Linked DNA regions of Hordeum vulgare: region 2 is linked to region 1. Evidence: chromatin contacts called from public Hi-C data. All regions are on one chromosome and are shown on one strand. Each heading gives the region's core, a stretch centred on a gene start, on an enhancer-like site or on the middle of the called end of the contact. The rest is flanking DNA. Distances are from core to core; before and after follow the strand shown. Region 1 holds the start of LOC123435427 (protein PAM68, chloroplastic-like). Region 2 holds the start of LOC123435480 (mitogen-activated protein kinase 6).

Region 1 (6,952 bases), core at 4,178-6,677:
TTCTGCTAGTATATGTCGTCGTGACACTGTATTACAGTTTCCAGTTCACCAATTGCAGAAGACACTCTTTGTTAACATAACTACATACGTCACTGAGGATAGGGAAGATAGTGCAAGTGATGTATATGTAGGAAACTTTCTGTTGGAAATAAACCGCGTCTGGGTCGGTCTGGGCGTGTCCGGTGCACACTGGGTGCGTCACGGCGTGAGCCGCGGAGAGCCTCGGGCGTAGGTGTGCATGCGTGCGTGTAGGCCCGAGGGTGCGTGTGTGTGAGCCAGCGTGTGTGTGTGCGCGCGCTGGAGTCGGCTAGCGCGAGCTGCGGATCAGAGACCGCATCGGGCGCTATACCAGGTCATGCGGGTGCGTGGGCGCGCACCGAGCGCGCGATCGTGGAGCACGGGACGTGGGGGAGTGCGGGCGTGGGAGCGCCGAGTGCGCGTAGCGGCGTGTCAGGGCGCGCGGCTACATAAGCAGCTCCGTCTGCAGCTTGTAAAGGCGAGGTGATCGAGTCAGTGCTCGGAGAAAAACAGAAAAGGCCGTTGCTGCGGCGAGGTGTTTGTGCGCTTGAAATCTCTCTGTGTCCCTCCTCCTCCCGTTCCACCTTGTCTCCGGCGATCACCGGCCGGAGGCAGTTCCATTTTTGTGCTAACATTTGGTATCAGAGCGAGGTTAGTGGAGGCGGCGACGACGGCGGATCGATGTCGATGCAGATCCCGCCGCTGACACCGACGAACTACACCTCCTGGGCGATCAAGGTGGAGGCGATCCTTGATGCCTAGGGGCTGTGGGGCGTGGTGGAGCGGCGGATGGTGCGGCAGTGGGCGCCGGCAAGAGCAAGACGGCGCGGGCGATGCTGCTTGGGGCGTTGTCGGAGGATGTCCTGATGCTGGTGGCGCCGAAACCTACGGCGAGGGAGGTATGGGACTCCCTCAAAGTTCGTTTCGTCGGCGCCGATCAGGTGAAGGCCGCGCGGCTGGCGACGCTGCGCGGTGAGTTTGATCGGCTGCGCATGGATGACGGCGACGACTTGGATGTGTACGCTGGGAGGGTCTATGGCATGGCAGCGAGGTATGCTGGGCTCGGGGCGATCCTCGACGACGCGTCGATGGTGAAGAAGCTGTTGGACACTGTGTCGGATCGCCTGTACGCGGTGGTGGCGGGCATGGAGCAGTTCTGCGACGTCGACACCATGCCGTTTGAGGAGGCGTTGGGGCGGTTCAAGGCCTTCGAGGAGCGCACGCGGCGACGGGGACAGGGCAGCGGGCGATCGGAAGAAGAGCTGATCCTCACGGCGGCCCAGTGGCAGGCTCGACAGCGACAGCACGGCGGCAGCAGCACGACGTCGAGCGGCAGAGGGAAGCGGCGCGGCAGGTGCTACAACTGTGGTGTGCGCGGCCACTTCCGTCGGGACTGCCTGAAGCCGAAGAAAGCGGAGGCAGCGGAGCAGGCGCTGCTGGTAGACGTCGGCGATGAGTTCGGCGGTCCAGGGCTCCTCTGAGCCGCGGCTTAGGGGGAGTATTGGAAGTAAACCGCGGCTGGGTCGGACGTGGGCGTGTCCGGTGCACGCTGGGTGCGTCACGGCGTGAGTCGCGGAGAGCCTCGGGCGTAGGTGTGCGTGCGTGCGTGTATGCCCGAGGGTGTGTGTGTGTGCGCGCGCGTTGGAGTCGGCTAGCGTGAGCTGCGGATCAGAGACCGCGTCGGGCGCTAGACCAGGTTGTGCGGGTGCGTGGGCGCGCACCGAGCGCGTGATCGTGGGGCGAGGGACGTGGGGGAGTGCGGGCGTGGGAGCGCCGAGTGTGCGTAGCGGCGTGTCAGGGCGCGCGGCTACATAAGCAGCTCCGTCTGCAGCTTGTAAAGGCGAGGTGATTGAGTCCGTGGTCGGAGAAAAACAGAAAAGGCCGTTGCTGCGGCGAGGTGTTTGTGCGCCTGAAATCTCTCTGTGTCCCTCCTCCTCCCGTTCCACCTTGTCTCCGGCGATCACCGGCCGGAGGCAGTTCCATTTTTGCGCCAACACTTTCTTCTAGAGGTATAGACTATACAGTTAGCTAAATGACCTGCCTACTGGTTCGAAGAGATAGGCAACTGGTGCACTCGTTTGTTCTTTTGCCCTGCGCATGGACTATGGTCACTATACTATAAACTTCGGCAAGATGATTATATCTAGAAGAGCATGTTTTACCGCAATGAAAATGAATGATTAAGCACTAACTGCGTTTTTTTTTTCAATAATAGGTACACGAGATGCCGAACGTGCTAATTCTTCCTCGAAGTGCAGACTACAGTGAAGAAGTGTGGATGGAAATCAGAGAGAAAGCAATCACAATATTACAATCCTTTTTCTTTGATGGCATTGTTCCAAACAATGCTATTTCTGATGAAGATGAAGCAATAAGTGATGTTGGTTGTGAAGATGATCAGCTATATAAACAGGCAAATGAACACTCTTTGCGGGTCTGCGATAGTGAACAGCAGACAGATGAAAGCCAACTAACTCTAGACTGTGATAAGAGAAGAGCCATCTCCAAGGTTGAAGTGCCTGAAGCTTCAGGGCAGTCCCAAAGTATTGGCTTGAGATCGGAAGGAAGACGTAGCCGATCTGGAAAGAAAGGGAAAAAGAGACCTGCGCGCCGCAGATCACAACAGAAAATGGATGAATTGTCAACTGTGGAGAGTGGAAGTAATTATTCTTCACGAAGAGATGATGATACTGTGATGAGTGGGCGGGACCAAGTGTTAAGTTCCAGTTCACGATTTGCTTCCCCCGAGGAATCCAAAAATAAGCTCAGGTCTTCTGCTGAATCTCCAATGGAAATAATTTCTGAACATAAGTTGCCTGCAGGGCTTGGTAGAAAGCCTCCTGAGAGGCTTAAAGATGGCTTTGTCGTTGCCCTAAGGACAAGAGATAATTCGGGTTTTCATGTTTCAAGAGAAAGAGTTGCTGGTGGTGGCTGGTATCTTGATGTTGTGTCAAATGCTACAAAGAGGGATCCTGCTGCTCAGTTCCTAATCACATTTAAAAACAAGGTGGTAGTCGGGTTTCCTCTTTCTCTCCCCCTCTCCCTCTTTTTTCTATACTGTTCCCTAACCTGTCAGGTATTTTTTTTTGTACAACTACACTACACATACTTATGATAGGATTTACACCTTTCAGGATACGATGGGATTGCGATCTTTTGTTGCTGGGGGCAAACTTTTGCAGGTAATAATACCCTTTCCAGTTAGTACTCATTCCCTGACGATACGGTGAGAGGTGAATATATAGTACTCCCTCCGTTCCTAAATATAAGACCTTTTAGAGATTCCACTATGAACTACATACGGATGTATGTAGTCATATTTTAGGGTGTAGATTCACTCATTTTGCTCCATACCTAGTCTATAGTGTAATCTCTAAAAGGTCTTATATTTAGGAACGGAGGGAGTAGTAGTGAAATTAAAGACTATACAACGGTGTTCTTCATTGCATGAACCTCTTGGTAATTTTTAGATGCAATGACATTTATGCTCACGTTTTTGTCCCGTGTTGAAATGTACCAACTTGATTCCACGATATGCTTAAAATAAGCCCTAGTGCATCTGGTATTCCTCTTTAGTTCGAGCTTTTTTTAGAGAATTTACTTTAGATAGTTATGAAGTGCTCGCTCCATGCAGAATGTTTGAGAAGTTTATAAATAGGATCACTGATTTGGCCGTACATTCCACGATTCATGTATAATTTCATCATTGAAAGTGAAATGCTTTATGTAGATTGCCGATTTACTATGCTTAACTCCCCTGTTACTTGTTTCCAGGTTAATAAGAAGGCGGAGCTCGTATTTGCCAATCATGCATTCGATGTCTGGGAGAGCTGGACGCTGGAAGGGTCTTTACTGGAATGCTGCAAACTGGTCAACCACAGAAATCCTTTGGTATGCTCATTTATCTATCACCAATTTATGCACATAATATCAATATTTAAGAGTTAAGATGCACATCTGTCCCCGTCAATGGTAATAGTGAATTTTTATTTTCATCACAATGTTCCTGGCCAGTAATTTCTGCTGCCATGACTAACTTGAAAAGAACAGTTGTGTTGGTAGTATTTTGTTTCCTGATGGTGGTTTAAATTGTGTGTAGGCTGTATTGGAGGTCTACATTGAAATCCTCGCAGCGGTGAGCGAAGAAGATGGCGTCACGAGGTGGCTCGATTGATCAACGACCCATCCATCTGCTTTAGGAGAACGAGAGCAACAGACTCATCGGTGTTGTATTCTCGCTGGCCTGGGGGTTCACTCAGTTTTCCCCTTTTTCCTGTCAAGTGTTCAGTTTTGGCCATTCTATTACAGAGAACTACAAAGCCACTGCCAAATTGTTTCATAGTTTCACTGCTGTAGCCTGTACGAGTATCAATCGTCGACAACAAAGCGTACTGCCAGTCCAGTGGAGAAAATATCTAGTCTATTCACAGCTACTTCTTGTCCTTCTCGATCTCCTCCTTCCACAGCTCCGGCCAGTTGGTCCAGGCCTCGTCGACGCCGAGCAGCGAGCCTTCCTTCTCCGGGTCCCAGCTCGCCGACAGCGTCCCGTAGGCGATGCCGAGCGCCGACGTGCCGAAGGAGAGGAGGATGGTGAGCAGCTGCACCCACGACGGCACCTCCGCCCCGCCCCCGCGCTTGAGCGCGTCGTACACGTTGAGGAGGGCCACGCCGGACGCCATCGGGACGCCCACCGTGAACAGGATCCGCCGGAGGATGCGGTCGAACACCACCTGCGGCAGCTCGTCGTCGCCGCGACCGCCGCCGTCCTCCTGCTCCTCCTCGCGGGCCGCCTCCACGAACGACTCCTTGAGGAGGAGGAGCTGCTGCTGCTCCTCCCGCTCCCGCACCCGCTGCTGTTGCCGCTGCTTCTCCTTGCGGCTCGGCTTCTTGCCGCTCCTGCTGTCCGCGGCTGGTGGTGTGCCGACGCCGCTGCCGTTGCTGGCCGCGTGTAGCCGCCGGGCTGGAGCTCGTCGTCGCTTGGACGGCGCTGCGTCATGTGGGGAGAGGATGGGCGTGGTGGCCCGGCTGTGCGTCCATGGATGATGGGGGTTTGGGGCGGGGCGAGGTGGATGGAGAGCCGCTACGTGGAGCAAGGCGGCCATGCGCGCCGCCGGTGGATTGCTAGGAGACGACGAGCTGCTCTCCCCACTCGTGGCAGTAGCCTTATCGCCATGGGCAGTGGTCAGTGGTGGCGCGTAACTGCATTCTCGATGTGTCCCTGGGTTGGGTGCCACGTGTGTCGGCCCCATGAGAAATATCTCTTTCTTGCGTGCCGGTTGAGTGTCAGCTTTAGGCCTGAATATTCTGAAGATTTTCGACAGTTTCAGTATTCCCGTGTTAGACGTCCGTTTTTGTTCGGATTTCTCCCGTTTGACGTGAAAATGGAGCCGTGTACGTTAGGGTTTGGGATTGCATTCATCGGGTGCCCAAAGCGCGGTCACATCTTGTCCTCGTGCATGCAAGCATGAGAAAGAAGGATGTTCACCGCGGCCGCGGTTCACACTAGTTCACGTCGGCCACAGTCTTATGCCGGCAACAAATATTTAAAGTTAGCGGTTGATACAGGAACCCGTCCTTAAAATGAACAAGTTTTTGACGACAGTAACAAAGACAGTAGTCGACACACCAGTCAGCCTTCAAAATGAACGGATGTTGGCTACATCCTGAGGCCTCACCTAGTTCAGCCCGTCTCGGGCGAATATCTCCTTCTGTCGATTCGCGAACCAAGCCTTCCTCTCTGGCGACATGTTGGTCTTGTCCATGCTCATGAACGCGGATGCCGCCTCTTTAGCTTTGGTGTCCGCCATGGTGACTCGAGCTTCTTGAGTTGAGCGGCCTCCTCGATGTCAAGCTTCCTCCTCTTCATTGCCTCTTTCATATCAAGCTTCCTCCTCTCTGCGACCTCCTCCATGGCAAGCTTTTTCGTTTGGAACTCTAGATATATCTTCATTTACTCCCCCTCTCGTCCCTCACTTTCTTTTGGCTCATCATGTTCTTCAAAGTGCCTTGCAAGGCAATGGAAGACGCATCACGCCTCTCATCGGCTTTCGAGCTTGTCTTGCCCCTCGGCCTCTTGAGCAAGTCTCCCCCATCAGCCACGACCTTCTTCCCTCCTTTCTTCTTACAAGCGGCATATGGGGCTTTAAACTTGCCACAATCTTTGATGAGCACCCAACAATGCGTGAGAGTGAACGGCTTGTTCTTGTGACAGGCCTTGAATGCTTCCAAAGAAATGCCTATACAATCATTGATGATGATGCTAATGTAATAGCGAAGGACACAACATGTATGAAAATGAAAAGCATGCCAACATGAATGGACAAAAAATGAAAAGGCAGGAGGTTCATACCAAGTCTCCAATGCCAAGGCCACTCACATGACGTGTTTGGACGCTCTCAAGTGCTGCACAATACTTGTTGCATTGTTGTTGTATGAACCCCTATCTCTTTTGGATTGAGTTGATATTGCGAGTGCTCTCAAATTGATAGGGGGCAAACTTCCTTCGCTCACGGAAGGTTTTGTAAACCCTCCCCCAAAAGATGGCACCTTTTTTGCTCGGTACCTCTTATCGGATCTTCCCCTATCTCAATCTAACTCTCGCAAATCAATTTGTCCTCCTTTTGGGTATATGACCCCGTGCGAATACTTTGCTTATTCTTTTGTGCCTTGACCCTTTGGGTGAGCTCATTGATAAATACCAATGGCTCTTGCGAAATGTCGATCTCTTCCTCCACATCTTCACAATACAAGTCATCATCTTCATGCCATGAGTTGCCATGGTTGTCTTCCTCTTCATCATGGCCGGCGAAATCAGTGTCCTCATAGTGGTCGCGGCCGTCCTGGCTCTAGGTCTCGTCGGGATTGGAAGTCCGCCCTTGTCCATGGTGCTGGAAGGCCTCGCCACGGCCCTCGAAGATGACGCTCTCCATGAACG
Region 2 (6,133 bases), core at 979-3,478, 300 kb after region 1:
ATTAAGCATATCATCCTTTATTGTTTTTTGGGCAAAAACGTAGCTTCAAGAGCTGCCTTTGTTGCGATTTTTCTATTAAAGAAATAAAATTTGGCAGCCCAAAAAAAGACAACATCGACTGCATATTTGGAGGCATGCGCGCAAATGATGTCCAATTGCCCTCATCCGGAACATTCCCATTGCCTTTCGCAGTCGATTCGACTCCCGCACCGTCGTTTCCTCACCAAATCCGATCACTTTTGCCACCACCGCACCATGTCGTCGCCCGAATCCATCGCCGCCTCTTCCAAGCTATCACATCGCCACTACCTATCGCTACAACACCCATTTCCAACCGATAATGTCATCGTGCAACATCGCCCTGCCACCCGATCGGGCCGCATCCTTCCGTCATGGATTTGCAACACAGTTTCAAGAATGTCGCCGAAACACCTGAAGAGCAAGGCCGGCTACCGCGACGATCGGCCACAGGAATCCTCCCCTCTCCGACAGCAAGTTTCACTGTGATGATCGACAATATCGGCTCGACACTTTTGAGACGATGGACATCACTGCATGGTTCGATGACATCACCGTGTGGAGGCTTGGCCAGTCGCGTCATGAGCTTAACTTCTAAGAGATCGAGACATAGGGGAATGTGGAGTTCATCGGGCCATTGATGACATTGTATCCTGCTTGACAAAAATTTGGACCTAAATGTACAATGAGGGTAGCTGATGGAGCAGCGTTTTTGCCCCTCAAATGCCCTAAAAACAGTTATGCTTTGTTATAGGGCAGCTATAGGAGACACTCTTGAAGCAATATAAAGTTTGTATTAATCAGAAGTGTGTATGAACCATCACCAACACATTTTGTTATACTCGTCCCGGAAAGAGCGGATCGCATGCACAAGCAAAAAAGAGAGGAGCGAGGCTTCCCTTTGCGTGCCATTGGTGTTGCCATTGGTCCCCTCTCCCTCCACTGACCGTTATGGCAGCAGGAGGGAGGGGGCCTCAGATCTGTGCGTGGTATGGGTTCATAGTAGGGTTAGGGTTGAGGGAGATGCCGCTGAGGTAGCTACAACGACGTAGCGCCTGAATAAGTTTCTTCGGGCTACGTTCATGGTTATGCGAGACTCTTGTCTTCATCTAGGGGCCAGTGGGGTGGGTGATCCCCGGATATCGTCCAGGTCGGGGCCTATGGTATCTGGAGGTCGACCGACACTGACTGGTTGGGTCCTGGGAGGTATTTGTGTAGAGATGGAAATTCTTCTTCGTCGGTATGATTTTCATTGTTGTTCTTTTTTTCCTTTGTGCTGCTACTGGAGGGATGTGCTGCTTTGCCCGGGGATTGGTCCGCGTCGCTGGAACCGGATCGTGGTTGTCTTTCATCTCAAAGGGGCACATATAATGGTACTCAAAGCCACATATGGCGAAGGCTGGTGCACGCACGTTGGAACACATGTGTGTCCTTGTCTTTTTGGCGTCGGTGCTAAAAAACGAAAGCAATGCGGTGGTGATTATGTCGTGGTTGAAAATGATGACCTGTTTGGATCAGGTTGGTTGGAGATTCTTATGTTGCAAGTATATATTTTCTCGTAAGGTTTATGAATAATGACACATAGCTCCGATGATCTTCGTGTTTTACTGTTTGTTCTAGGGCACTCTGTTTTTCTAGTTCGTTGTGCATGTGTTAAGATGTGCTTGTATGCGTGAAGAACTTTCTATTATTTCAATGCAAGCATATTTTCTAAAAAAACACATTTCTGGTAATATGCAAGAAAGAGATAAATTAAGTATAATCCGAGTATGGCGTTTTGGTGACCGAGCTTCATGGTGCCCTATATTTAATTTTTTTTCTCAAAATTCAAACTTCGCGATTTTAAAAAATTAAGAAAAAAATATGCAACTATACAAGAATGAAATGTGTGTGTAAAAATTTAGGATTAAATACTTTTAAATGCGACCTGTACAATACTTTAAGGATCAACACTATCATGTGTTAAAAACCTCAGTTTTTCTTTGCACAACCTTTATTTCAACGTATTTCGTCATAAAAATTTACACACATGTGTGTTATGTCTTCATGCATATATATATATATATATAGATTTTTTAAATTGTAAGAAATATTAATTTTGAGTTTTTCGAAAACCGACCTCATGAAGGCCGAGCTCCAAAAAGCATTTTCGAGATATACGCATATCTATTTTTTCTTCTTCCTCTTTTCCGCAAACGTCGCCCCACGCGCGCCGTCTCCGTCCTCGCGTCCGCTCGCTCCCATCCTCATTCCCCAGTCGCCGCCCAAGTCAAAAAGAGGGGGAAGCATCTCCACCAGAGTCCCCAGCCCATCAACGACTAGTCGCTGCGGGGCACCAACCCTAGAGCCCAACCCTACTCTCCCCCCCTCTCTGGCTCCTCCCCCTCGCGAGCGGCGACGAAGAAGCCATGGACACCTCCGGCGGCGGCGGCGGCGCCGCGGGCGGGGCCGCGCAGATCCAGGGGATGGCGACGCACGGCGGCCGCTACGTGCTCTACAACGTCTACGGCAACCTCTTCGAGGTCGCCTCCAAGTACGCCCCTCCCATCCGCCCCATCGGCCGAGGCGCCTACGGCATTGTCTGGTGCGTTCCCCCCTCCCGAATCGCCGATTACATGCGTGTCGCTGCAGTTAATAGCGAATCCGAGCTGCTATCTATGCCATGTGTGGAATGTTCCGTGCCGCCGTGCGGCGGTGTCTGTCCAGATTTGGCACACATGCGGGTGTGACGTTTTAGGCATAAAGTTATGTGAGGAAGTGAGTCACCCCACAAGGAGGGTTGCAGTAGAAGTGCTTATATTTGCCTATTCTGTTCCCTACTTTTGCAGCGCGGCTGTTAGCTCGGATACAGGAGAGGAGGTTGCGATCAAGAAGATTGGAAATGCGTTTGACAACCACATCGACGCCAAACGGACGCTTAGAGAAATAAAGCTTCTTCGCCACATGGACCATGAGAATGTAAGAGTTGTCTGTTTTAATTTGTAATGGACATGTGTGGTGATTGCCGAGTGTACTTTCCTTACCACTATAGCTGTTTACTGTGTCCTTTGCAGTTCTATACATAAGATAGCTTACCACTGTGCTTGAGCAACACATGTTCAATTGTGAACATCGTTCTTATTAGTTCCCTTTTTTAATACCGAATTTTGGCAGAGGTAAGCGGTCTTGTACTTCTGGTTATAGAGAATTGCTATGCATAAGGAGAGAACTACTTTAGGTGCAATATGTAGAATGTAAATCTCAGCTACCCAGGAACTGACCCTTGTTGGTTGATTATGCACATGATGAGGTTTTGTGGTAACACTCAAGCTTCTTACTAAAGAAGCATATAGAAGTATAGGGATCAGCTGACATCACAGCCATAGGGTCGAGTGTGCACTGATAATTTTCTCTGAAGTTGGCTTCTACTAGTGGTTTTATTTCCTTTGTCTACGTTTCTAGAAGTGGTATGCCTGAGTGGGTTCTTATTCTTATCATTACAGTTTTACTGTTGACGGGCTTTGTTGTCCACTCGTGCTCACACTGTCAGGCATTCCTATGATGGGTTTATTCTGATAGTGGTTTCAAAATTGGATCACAGATTCTTGCCATGAAGGATTTAATACGCCCCCCAAGAAGAGATGATTTTAAGGATGTGTACATTGTTACTGAGTTGATGGACACTGATCTCCATCAGATCATTCGCTCAAATCAATCATTGACTGATGACCATTGCCAGGTTTGTTGCCTCCTGCTTGTGCCAGATTCTTATGTATTTGCTGCAATTGTGTAGTTGAAACAAATCTTGTTGTGACTAGAGTAGATATCAATTGACATGTACTCAAAGTTGTGTTTTGTGCCTTCTTTAGTTGTGTTTGGTTCAACTTTTTTTACCAACTTCTGCTTTGAAAAGCTAAAAGCTAACCAAAGGGTTAAATGTTCAAAGCAGCTTTTGAGAATCTGTAGCTTCTTCCTAGTGTAAATTTCAAAGCTGGGGTACCCCAACTTTTCAGCTCCCAGCTTTTCCACAGCAGCTTTTTTAGAATCTGCAGCTCAACCAAACAGTCTTAGCTTAGGTTTATCAGCTTTGTCCTCCAGAAATCATTAGTTACATGTTGTGTTCTGTACCTTGTTTAGTTCTTAGCTTAGGTTTATGAGCTTTGTCTTCAAGCAATCATAAGTTACATGTTTTGCATTGCAGTACTTCTTGTATCAATTGCTTCGAGGGCTAAAATATGTGCACTCAGCAAATGTCTTGCACCGTGATCTGAAGCCAAGCAATTTGTTCCTAAACGCAAATTGCGATCTCAAGATTGCTGACTTTGGGCTTGCAAGGACCACTTCAGAAACTGATCTCATGACAGAGTATGTGGTCACTCGTTGGTACCGAGCGCCAGAGTTGCTGTTGAACTGTTCACAATATACTGCTGCTATTGATGTCTGGTCAGTTGGGTGCATACTTGGTGAAATTATTACTCGTCAACCCCTGTTTCCTGGAAGAGATTACATCCAACAGTTAAAGTTAATCACCGAGGTAGGTTTGTTCAACTCGTCGCCTGCCTTTTTTGGTATCCACATTGACAAGTCATGTGTTGTCTATTTGGAAGCTGTCAATCAATGAAAATGGGTCTGTTTATGAACTTCTTTAATAGAATTTGACAATTGTTCTATTTGGAACAATAGGATAATGGGATCTTTCTTGGCACATCTAACTGTATTGTTAGACCTGTTTCGCATCTTGTGTTTGAATAGAAGTTTTTACTTTTACACAAACACTGGATTAGTGAATGCATTTTGCATCTGGTAGCATGTAGGTACGGCAACATTTTACTGTATCATCAGATATGGGATCCACATTTGGATTATTAACTTCGTGCAAGTTTCTGTGGATGTCTCTTCTCTTCAAAGTATACATTTTACTATATATACTGGTTGGTTTCTGCGCAATACATTCTTAGCTTCAAATCAACCATTTTTAGTACCATCGAAGGCATTTTTGCTTCTTTTTTAATGATGTCTCTTGAACCTGTTGTATCAAATATTAACCAGTCCTTTCCGGCATTCTGCTTCAAAAGCTGATAGGATCACCAGATGATTCAAGCCTGGGATTTCTTCGGAGTGATAATGCACGAAGATACATGAAGCAATTACCACAGTACCCAAGGCAGGACTTCCGCCTGCGCTTCCGCAACATGTCTGATGGTGCAGTTGATCTGTTAGAGAGGATGCTGGTGTTTGACCCAAGCAGACGCATTACTGGTACATGGGCTTGAACTAACTACTTAAGTTAGTTTTGTTCGCATTACTATTGCTCAAAATCATTTTTCATGCAGTTGATGAGGCTCTGCATCACCCATACTTGGCTTCTCTTCATGACATCAATGAAGAACCCACTTGCCCGGCACCTTTCAGCTTTGATTTTGAGCAACCATCTTTTACAGAAGAACATATGAAAGAGCTCATCTGGAGGGAAACTTTAGCATTTAACCCTGATCCGCCCTACTAAGAGCCAAGGTTTGTATTGTATACGTCTGGTTGAAAATATTTTGTTTCTTAAAAGCAATTATCTAAAAGAATACAATGTGTCAGACGACTAATCTAGATCCTGGAATCCTGAGGAGGTTCATGCAGACAGACTTGCTATTGATATTTATCTGCAATATTTCCGAGGTTGAATAATTTAGATCTTGAAAAGTGTGACCTTTTGGAAACCAAATATCTATCTGGATCAGTGAGACTTTAATTTGAGAACATACCCTGTTTAAAATTCTACTCCCTCCGTCCCATAATATAAGACGTTATTACATCCAATATACTCACATATTGGATGTAATAACGTATATTATTATAGGACGGAGGGAGTATTTGTAAGTCAAGTCTTGTTTTTCCACGTTTCTTATGTGTGTGCCAATTCTCTGTTATCTTGGTTCGTTCTGAATTTCATTTCATTTGGTTCAAGATTGTTTCCAGGCATTCAAGTTAATTCATGTTGTTTTCCTTGGGAGCACAGACCAAATTACCAGCTGAGGGCATTGAAGATCTACCTCTAGCTCTAGTGAAGCCGATATTTCCATGTCTTGTGCATCTATTTATTTTATGCTCGCTTATTGGGCGAATGGGCATGGATTATTTGTTG

What was found. A called contact is a pair of places that touch in the nucleus more often than the background predicts.
Region 2: a Hi-C map of leaf shows a contact between it and region 1, with 9 times the contacts expected there. The contact joins the promoter of LOC123435480 here to the promoter of LOC123435427 in region 1. A contact is called at or near these places in 4 of 6 Hi-C or Micro-C datasets (leaf and seedling).

What each region holds. Positions count from the first base shown.
Region 1 is chr1H:346,951,066-346,958,017 of MorexV3_pseudomolecules_assembly, forward strand. It overlaps LOC123435427 (protein PAM68, chloroplastic-like), which reads right to left and starts at 5,428. Exons shown (of 1, transcript XM_045115569.1): 1 at 4,286-5,428. The coding sequence starts at 5,267. The coding sequence ends at 4,449. LOC123435395 (C-terminal binding protein AN-like) reads left to right here. Exons shown (of 7, transcript XM_045115568.1): 4 at 2,234-3,025; 5 at 3,153-3,200; 6 at 3,793-3,909; 7 at 4,118-4,451. The coding sequence ends at 4,192.
Region 2 is chr1H:347,255,015-347,261,147 of MorexV3_pseudomolecules_assembly, forward strand. LOC123435480 (mitogen-activated protein kinase 6) reads left to right here and starts at 2,229. Exons shown (of 7, transcript XM_045115574.1): 1 at 2,229-2,602; 2 at 2,847-2,976; 3 at 3,599-3,736; 4 at 4,199-4,531; 5 at 5,073-5,256; 6 at 5,331-5,511; 7 at 5,957-6,133. The coding sequence starts at 2,427. The coding sequence ends at 5,503.